Regions from separate parts of the Tursiops truncatus genome. Here region 1 is linked to region 2. A link is a contact called in public Hi-C data. All regions are on one chromosome and are shown on one strand. Each heading gives the region's core, a stretch centred on a gene start, on an enhancer-like site or on the middle of the called end of the contact. The rest is flanking DNA. Distances are from core to core; before and after follow the strand shown. Region 1 holds the start of LOC117307680 (S-adenosylmethionine decarboxylase proenzyme-like). Region 2 holds the start of SPIRE1 (spire type actin nucleation factor 1).

What was found. A called contact is a pair of places that touch in the nucleus more often than the background predicts.
Region 1: a contact with region 2 is called in a Hi-C map of spleen, with 12 times the contacts expected there. The contact joins the promoter of LOC117307680 here to the promoter of SPIRE1 in region 2. A contact is called at or near these places in 2 of 2 Hi-C or Micro-C datasets (blood and spleen).

What each region holds. Positions count from the first base shown.
Region 1 is chr13:28,183,014-28,187,744 of mTurTru1.mat.Y, forward strand. It overlaps LOC117307680 (S-adenosylmethionine decarboxylase proenzyme-like), which reads right to left and starts at 1,799. Exons shown (of 2, transcript XM_073790477.1): 1 at 601-1,799; 2 at 1-598. The coding sequence starts at 1,126. The coding sequence ends at 330. It also overlaps a transcript of PRELID3A not described here.
Region 2 is chr13:27,915,658-27,920,714 of mTurTru1.mat.Y, forward strand. It overlaps SPIRE1 (spire type actin nucleation factor 1), which reads left to right and starts at 1,751. Exons shown (of 17, transcript XM_073790478.1): 1 at 1,751-2,316. The coding sequence starts at 2,019.

The DNA of each region.
Region 1 (4,731 bases), core at 549-3,048, 270 kb after region 2:
ACACTGTGCATAAACCAAACTGAGTTGTTTTCACAAGTGTTGTAAAGTTTCATATAGTAAAAGGTTTTTTCTACATGCACTTCAATTTCACAGCAAGAGTGGCATAGGATACCTAAACACAGAAGAGAGCATTCATGCAAGATATCTAACTCCTTGATATAATAATGCATGCAATTCAAAATGATTACACTACCATTACATCTAGGGCTTTCTGCAACTACAAGGTGGTGGTTATGGAAAGCATGGCCCTTGGTATCAATATCTAAAAAGCAGCCACCACCTTCTTCTATGTGTGTTCTCTTTTTGCGTTTTTTCTTCATTTTTCTTAATCAACTCTGCTGTTGTTGCTGCTTCTCAGCAAAACTGGTAAAAACAAAATTGTAATCACTGAACATAGCGCTCTGGCAATCAAGACGTTTAAAACCTTCAATACTCTGGGGCGGAGAAAGCACTGTGAGACATTTAGAACTCTGATTTACAAACAGGGTAGTCACAAATTTTCCTGGCTTGAAGACTTCCACAACTTTCCTGATCTGGTCATCATAGGAGGTCTGACTTAAGTTTGTTTCAAAGCTAACATAAGAAAATTCTGGTTCTGAGTGATGTGAATAGTCCAATAAGTTCCATCCAATTTCATTCCATTCACTGAATACCCACAAGGATTGAACAGTGTGGCATCAATGACAGAACCTGGTATCAGGTCACGAATTCCACTCTCACGAGTGACATCCTTTGCAGTAACACCATCTTTCATGTAGAACTGGTCCGTAACTGCTGGGTCAAGCTCACTCAACAGAATTTCCAGGGTTTGATCCGGCTGATTGATTACCCGACTCTCTGGGAAATCCAAAGTACAAAAGCACCAACAATCAGAATTCATGCGTCCCATACAATATGTTGCTCCATTTGGGAAAATTGCATTAAGAAACTCTATTTCTTCCTGGAAATTCCGGTGTGGGTACCCTTGGTGAGAAGGCTTCATGAAATTCTTATGAGAATAAAAGAAGCTTTGAATTGAGTCAAACCCACTGTAATTCCTAGCAAGTTTCAACAGGGGAACCAGTGCTTTCAGCAAGAGGGTGGTACCACATGTCTTCAAAATGAAACGTCTCTTGGAGACAAACATGCTACTCTGAGTACATAAGCTTCCTGCTTGTCAGTTTTTGTCACACTTATGATTGAACACAGCACATCCTTCAAAAGTATGTCCCACTCGGATCTTGGGATGGTGCAAAGATCCCCAGATCCTTGGTTTGCGTTGGGTTGCTGCCTGGAGAACTAAACCTCCAGCAGCTTCTCAGTCCCTTCGAAAAAATGTGCAGCTTCCATCACCGTGAGACTAGCAAACAACCAACAACCACAGAAAATCAACTAAATTAAATCTCTTCTCCTGCTGCTGCCGCCGCCACTGAGGATTATTCCAGCTGTGTTACTAAAGTTCAGGTTCCTTTTTTGCTATAATTTTATATTAACTTTTTTAAAAAAGCGTTAATAAAATTTTCCCGGCTTTTTTTGGTGTGTGTGTGAGCAAAAGTTGAAACAGAGGCAGATACAGAGGAAACAGAGGCAGATACAGCTCAGTCTCTTGTAGTCCGCTGTTCCCCCGTTAGAGAGAGTAGAGCGAGCGCTAGCTAATGTCGCCGGCCATACTGTGGGAGCGATCATGTGATTTTAAAAAATTCATTCTATTAACGTGATGTATTACATTGATTTTATTATGTTGAACCAACCTGACATTCTGAGGTAAATCCCACTTGGTCATGGTGTATAATCCTTCAAATATGATGTTGGCTTTGGTTTGCTAGTATTTTGTTGAGGATTTTTTTTTTTTTTTGCGGTACGCAGGCCTCTCACTGTTGTGGCCTCTCCCGTTGCGGAGCACAGGCTCCGGACGCGCAGGCTCAGCGGCCATGGCTCACGGGCCCAGCCGCTCCGCGGCATGTGGGATCTTCCCAGACCGGGGCACGAACCCGCGTCCCCTGCACCGGCAGGCAGACTCTCAACCACTGCGCCACCAGGGAAGCCCTTGTTGAGGACTTTTGCATGTATATTCATAAGGGATACTGCATTATCTCCAAATACAGTCACATTGGAAGTTGGGGTTTCAAATATGAATGTTGGGGTCAATCTACAGATTTAATGTGATCCCTATCAAATCACCCATGACGTTTTTCACAGAACAAATAATCCTAAAATTTATATGGAACCATAAAAGACCCAGAATTGCTAAAGCAATCCTGAAGAAAAAGAACAAAGCGGGAGGCATAACCCTCCCAGACTTCAGAAAATACTACAAAGCTACAGTAATCGAAACAGAGTGGTACTGGCACAAAAACAGATACATGGATCAATGGAACAGAATAGAGAGCCCAGAAATAAACCCACACACCTACAATCAATTAATATTCAAAAAAGGAGGCAAGAATATAAAAAGGGGAAAAAGACAGTCTCTTCAGCAAGTGGTGCTGGGAAATTTGGACAGCTGCATATAAATCAATGAAGTTAGAACACACCCTCACACCATGCACAAAAATAAACTCAAAACGGCTTAAAGACTTAAACATAAGATATAACACCATGAAACTCCTAGAAAAGATCATAGGCAAAACATTCTCTGACATAAATTGTACCAATATTTTCTTAGGTAAGTCTCCCAAGACAATAGAAATAAAAACAAAAATAAACAAATGGGACCTAATCAACCTTACAAGCTTCTGCACAGCAAAGGAAAACATAAACAAAATGAAAAGACAACCTACAAAATGGGAGAAAATATTTGCAAACGATGCAACCGACAAAGGATTGATTTCCAAAACATACAAACAGCTCATACAATTCAACAACAATAAAAAACAAACAACTCAATCGATAAAAGGGCAGAAGACGTAAATAGACATTTCTGCAAAGAAGACATACAGATGGCCAATAGGCACATGAAAAGATGCTCAACATCACTAATCATTAGAGAAATGCAAATCAAAACCATAATGAGGTACCATCTCACACCAGTCAGAATGGCCATCATTAAAAAGTCTACAAACAGGGCTTCCCTGGTGGCTCAGTGGTTAAGAATCCACCTGCCAGTGCAGGGGACACAGGTTCGAGCCCTGGTCTGGGAAGATCCCACATGCCACAGAGCAACTAAGCCCGTGAACCACAACTACTGAGCCTGCACTCTAGAGCCCGCAAGCCACAACTAGTGAGTCCGTGTGCCACAACTACTGAAGCCCGCGTGCCTAGAGCCCGTGCTCCGCAACAAGAGAAGCCACCACAATGAGAAGCCCGCACACCGCAACAAAAAGTAGCCCCTGCTCGCCACAACTAGAGAAAGCCCGCGCGCAGCAACAAAGACACAGCCAAAAAATAAAAATAAATTTATTTAAAAAAAGAGAAAAGGTCTACAAACAATAAATGCTGGAGAGGGTGGGGAGAAAAGGGGACTCTCTTACACTGCTGGTGGTAACGTAAATTGGTGCAGCCACTATGGAAAACAGTAGGGAGGTTCCTCAAAAAAACTAAAAATAGAGTTGCCATATGATCCAGCAATTCCACTCCTGGGCACATACTCATTCAAAACTATAATTCTAAAAGATACATGCAGGGACTTCTCTGGTGGTCCAGTGGTTAAGAATCAGCACTTCCATTGCAGGGGCACAGGTTCAATCCCTGGTTGGGGAACTAAGATCCTGCATGCCACATGGCACAGCCAAAAAAAAAAAATTAAATTAAAATTAAAGATACATGCACCCCTATGTTCATAGCAGCGCTATTTACAATAGTCAAGACATGGAAACATAGAGAAATACAAATCCACAATGAGGTATCACCTCACATCAGTCAGAATGGCCATCATCAAAAAATATACAAACAATAAATGCTGGAGAGGGTGTGGAGAAAAGGGAACCCTCCTGCACTGCTGGTGGGAATGTAAACTGATACAGTCACTATGGAGAACAGTACGGAGTTTCCTTAAAAAACTAAAAATAGAACTACCATATGACCCAGCAATCCCACTACTGGGCATATACCCTAAAAAAACCATAATTCAAAAAGATACAGGTACTGCAATGTACATTGCAGCACTATATACAATAGCCAGGCCATGGAACCAACCTAAATGTCCATCAACAGATGAATGGATAAAGAAGATGTGGCACATATATACAATGGAATATTACTCAGCCAACAAAAGGAATGAAATTGAGTTATTTCTAATGAGGTGGATGGACCTAGAGTCTGTCATACAGAATGAAGTAAGTCAGAAAGAGAAAAATACCGCATGCTAACACACATATATGGAACCTGAAAAAACAGTAATGATGAACCTAGTGGAAGGGCAGGAATAAAAATGCAGACGTAGAGAACAGACTTGAGGTCACAGGGCGGGAAACGGAAGCTGGGACGAAGTGAGAGAGTAGCACTGACATATATACACTACCAAATGTAAAATGGATGGCTAGTGGGAAGCTGCTGCATAGCACAGGGAGATCAGCTCGGTGCTTTGTCACCACTTAGAGGGGTGGGATAGGGAGGGTGGGAGGGAGGCTCAAGAGGGAGGGGACATGGGGATATATGTATACATATAGCTGAATCACTTTGTTGTACAACAGCAACTAACACAACATTGTAAAGCAGTTATACTCCAATAAAGATATTTTTTAATTAAATAAATACTTTTAAAATTTTATTTTAAAAATAAAATAAATAAAAGTAAAAACATAGTATCATATC
Region 2 (5,057 bases), core at 501-3,000:
AAAACATCCTTCTGTTGTGAATTGGTTTTAAAGATAACATTTGAGATAAAATTTGGGCTTCTTTTCCTCACTTCCACTCCCTTCCTTCTTCCTGTCATCGTTATCTTTACTTGAGATTTACTTGCTGCCCTGTGCCAGGGGTAGCAGGTGTCTGGCTCATGGATTGCTCAGCTGATTAAATCATTTGCTTGTCTTTTGAGGGGTGAGGAAAGGACAAAAATGTTAGTGATTTTTGGCTGTTGTTGTCCAAGCGCAACACTGCAGCAATATCCCATAAGGCCAGAAGATGGTGCTATTGTCTATAAAAGTAGACCCGCTGTTTTACTACATTGTTCAAACTAGTATTTTAAGGACTTCTCTGGCGGTCCTGTGGTTAAGACTCCGTTCTTCCACTGCAGGGGGCTCGGGTTCTATCCCTGGTCGGGGCACTAAGATGCCAAAAAAAGTCAGTATTTTAAAGCCGTTTGTATTTTCAAAATTCACACAGGGCCTAAGCAAACTAGAAAAATTTAGTAATTGTTTCTATGTTTTTAATCAAGAGGTTTTGTATATCTATATCTATCTATTCTATCTATATCATATAAGGCATTAGACCTTTTCTCGTCAGGTATGTGGCACACATATGCATTTTCACAAATTGGATTATGAACACATAATTAAGTGATGTTACTTTAAAGGGTTTTTTTGTATCTCTTGTAATGAAATTATAATAGGGTGCCTAGGGAGAAACTTTTTCCTCCCGTCTTTCAATTTCTTACTCTTATATCCTTCTGCTTTCCTCTCTTCTCCCCGCTCCTGCTGTATGTACTGTGGTGTCTTAGGCATTACAATGACCGTTGTAATTTCTATGGCAAGATGCAGTTGTTGAGAGTGCAATATTAATACTGCACATAAAACTGCCTTAGAAGGTTTATTGGTACTTAGTATAGATCCATTTCTTACTTGGTTGATGCTTTCAACTCTAAGGTTCTCATACTGGACTAGTCTCAGAGTGGAATGTTACCAGTTAAACTTATTTGCCAATGAGCGATTTTTTTATCTAAGAATTATGTGTTTTATTGTGCACTTAATGAGTTCAGCGAGGCCCAGGCCTAGGAGGACTTCTTTTATTCTATGGCTGAATGCCCCAGTTCAGTTTTGCCCCTGTCCTATCGGTTCTATGAGGTATGAATAGACTGGGTTAACTGGGCTACGAGGCGTGTGGTCACTGGGAACATCATCTTGGTGAAGAGTTGTACAAACGTCACAAGCGAATCCGAGGGAACGTCTGCAGATTGTTTGCAACAAGCTTGTACCCCAGGCCCTGATCTGTGCGCTTGGGAGAAGCCAGTGAGCAAAACCCGAAAAGACCCTGTCCTCATGGGGCTTAGGATGGAGTTGGGAGTGGAGAGGGAAGTTATCCAAGCGAACGGTCCGGTGCGTTGATGGCGACAGTATTCGACGGAGCAGGGCAGGGCACGGGGACGCGGGGGGCGAGGCCAGGGGACTACGAAGTCGGCCAGTGCGCGGAGACTGGACCTGGGCGCGGGTGTTCGCGCGGGTGTGGGTGCACGTGCGGGGCGGGGTGGGGCGGACCCCCCCGGGGGCGGGGCCAACCCGGGGGCGGGGCTCGGTGTGCCAGGAGAACCCGGGACAGAGGCGGGACTCAGAGGGCGGGGAGGACCCAGGCAGACCATGGAGGCGGGGTTCTAAGTGGGGGCGGGGTTCTGGGCGGGGCGCGCCCCTGGGGCGGGGCTCGGAGGGCGGGTCCGCGGACGCCATTGCGCTGCTACCGGCTAGCTGCGGTCTTGTAGGGTACGCAGCATCGCGCCTCGTTCCTGACCCTCCCCTGTCCGGTTCTCCGGCCCGGCCTAAAGCCCGTACCCGGCCTGGTCTCCGCCCCGTCCACCCCCGTCCCCGCGGCGGCGCGCGCGGCCCGCTGGGCGGGGTTCCGGGGATGAGGCGGCGGCGGCGGTGCGCGGAGAATATGCTCGGCAGCTGAGGAGACGCGGCGCCCGGAGCGCGGCGCGACCCACGGGATGGCTCAGCCGGCCGGCCCGGAGGGCGGCGAGGGGCCTCCGGACCCCGGGGCGGCCGCGGGCCCGCAGCACGCGCTGAGCCTGGAGGAAATCCTGCGGCTCTACAATCAGCCCATCAACGAGGAGCAGGCGTGGGCTGTGTGCTACCAGTGCTGCGGCTCCCTGCGCGCCGCGGACGCCGGCCGCCGCCAGCCCCGCCGCCGGGTGCGCTCGGCCGCGCAGATCCGCGTGTGGAGGGACGGCGCCGTCACCCTGGCGCCCGCCGCCGGCGACGCGGGAGAGCCGGACGCCGCCGCGGGTGAGCCGCCCCCCGAGACCCCCTTCTCCCACAGAAGGACCCCGCCGCGGGCCCTTCCCCCAACCCCCGCGACCCCTAGCCCCGTGCCCTTCCGCCCCATGGCCCCCATCTCCCACGGCCCACGGAGGACCCCCACCCCGGCTCCAGGAGGACCTGGCCCCCCAGGCCCCGGCCCTTCCGCCCCAGCGCCGCTCCCTCTCCGTCCAGTCTCCTACTGGAGGACCCTCGCCAAGGCCCCGGGCTCTTCCGCCCTGCGGCCCCCCACCCCTCACGGGAGGCCAGGGAAGCGGGCAGGGCCTGCGGCCGAGCGCGGCCCGCTTAGGTCTGAGCATGGGCAGGAGCGTGGGCGGGCGGCTGCGCCGGGAGTGGGGCGGGGGTCCGAGTGTCAGTGCGCGGCCTGTCGGGGCACCGAGGCTCCGGAGAAGGGGAGTGGGGTCGGTCCCCGGACGCGGGAGGCCGGCTCTGCGCGCTCGTGCTGCTCGCGGCCGAGCCCGGGTGGGATGTGTTCGGCGCTGCAGGCGTTCGCCAAGACCTGGTCGGGGACGGGGGGGGGGTGTGATGCGCTGGTAGGAGGGCTGCGCTTTCGCAAGGAGCTGTCAGCCGATGGTACTTTTCAAAGACTGGCAACGATATTCCCTCGGTTGGGAATGTAAAAAAATCTGAGCCCTGAGGAGAATGCTGCTATTTTGGGAGAAATGAAGAGGCTGAATTAACATAAAGATAAACAGTACGATTTCCCTGTACATTAATATTTGTTGTGACGAAAAACAAGCTTGTAAAGTAAAAAGTTGACAGGATGTCAGATAAATGGATTTTACTTAGGTCATTATCTAATGTAAATTCTTCAAGATTATCACCTTCCCATCAACATATAGCTACGGCTTACCCAGATATCTATTGATGATGAAGAGAAGATTGATAATAGGTTTCTCCAATCAGTTTTTATCTAATTCATCATTTTGAGAGACAGATCTATTAAAAGCATTAAAAAAAGAAAATCCACCCTTACTTAAAAAGTTGGTGAAAGTGTCAAAATGCTTAAGGTGAAAGATGTACTTCAGAATTAGTAAAGTGACTTATTAAATTGATTAAAATAGAGAACAGTCAAGAGTATGTTATCAATTCTTTCAGTTCCAACAGAACATTTATTATTTATTTTCGGTGTCAGGTAAACAGACTTTTAGAATTTTAATTTATTTAAAGCCAGTCTTTTTACGATTCTTTTGAAATTATTTCAAACAGGTCTTTTAGTTCATTTGATGTGTCTATTGCTTTTAAACTTGGACAATATTAGTGGGAAATACTTGCAATTATAATTTATTTACAGTGTATTAATATGATATGAAAAGATACTTTCATAAAATACAGCAAAGTCATGCCTTGAGATCCAGTGTTTCAAGGGGAAAAATGGTTATATGCAACCTCCTTTTAGAAGTAGCATTGGTAGTGGTGATTTCCAGAAGGAACAAACTGGATTTACATTGTCCTTGAACTTAATCCCAGAGTTCAAGTTATGTTTGTGGACCTACTAGTAGTTTAGTTGTCAAAGACTAATGGATTCTGGTGGTATTTTTTAAAAAAATCATAACCTTATGTTGAAGTGAATTACTTTTTGCATCAGTCATATGAATGATAACATGTTGACTTCAATGTAATACATTCTCTCTTTCTGGAGAGAATGGCAGAGTTGTTTCCTGCAGCAGCAGTAATGGACTTGTGATCCATGCTCTTCCTACTTAGTTCTGCTTGTGACCTTTGCTGCCACTTGTGGAGAGAGCCCAAAGTTGCCGATATGGTCTTGAGCATTTTGGGGCTGATTGATTAAAAATTTGGGAAGTTCATACTAAAATAGTGTTTATATTAGATAATTTATTTCTTCTTAGTATTAAGAGTTGTTGTGTGGCTATGGAAGGCACAACGTCTTCTGAACATTTACCCTGATTCTTAAAAACTCTGTATAACTTGGTACTTTGCACACTTGTATAAATTCTATTTTTAAGGAAAAATGGTAATCTTGAACCTCCATTCTAAGAAGCACTTTGTTTTTCATTGTAAGATGTTTAACATGATTGTATGGTGGCAGTTGACAGCATTTGTATTTTCACGTGTTATCCATTGACTTATTTTCTAAATGCAGGTTTAGGAAGTTAAGTGATGTGCTTGAATTCATACTGGTAACTCTGAATCAAATCCAGGTCTTTTAACCTCTAGCCTTTGTAGTATTGTGGAATGGAACAAACTTGGTTTGAATTGGAATCATGATTCCTCCCCTTTCTAGCTGAGTGACCTTGAATAAGTTCCTTAATCTCCCTGAGTGCAACCTTCTCATCTGTAAAGTGAGAATAGATCACTTTTTCCCTACGGGATAGAGGTTTAAGTGAGATGGTATGTGTAAAGTGCCTAACGCAAGGCTTGGTATGTAGCAGGTACTCAGTAAGTTTTAGGTCTCTCCGTCTCCTGATCTTGCGGTCCTTTCACAGCACCACGGTGTCTCTGTCCAGCTGTTCTGTAATTTTTACTCAGAATTGGGACACATGTCTAGGTCAGGGATTCTCAGCCTATGCACTGACATTTTTGACTGAATAACTCTTTGTGTGGGGGCTGTCCTGTGCCTGTGTAGGATGTTTAGCAGCATCCCTGGTCTCTACCCACCAGATGCCAGTAATCGCCTGCCCCCCTTCCCTGAGTAAACGCTTCAGACATGGCCACCTGTCCCCTGTTGAGAACCATTGGTCTAGCCA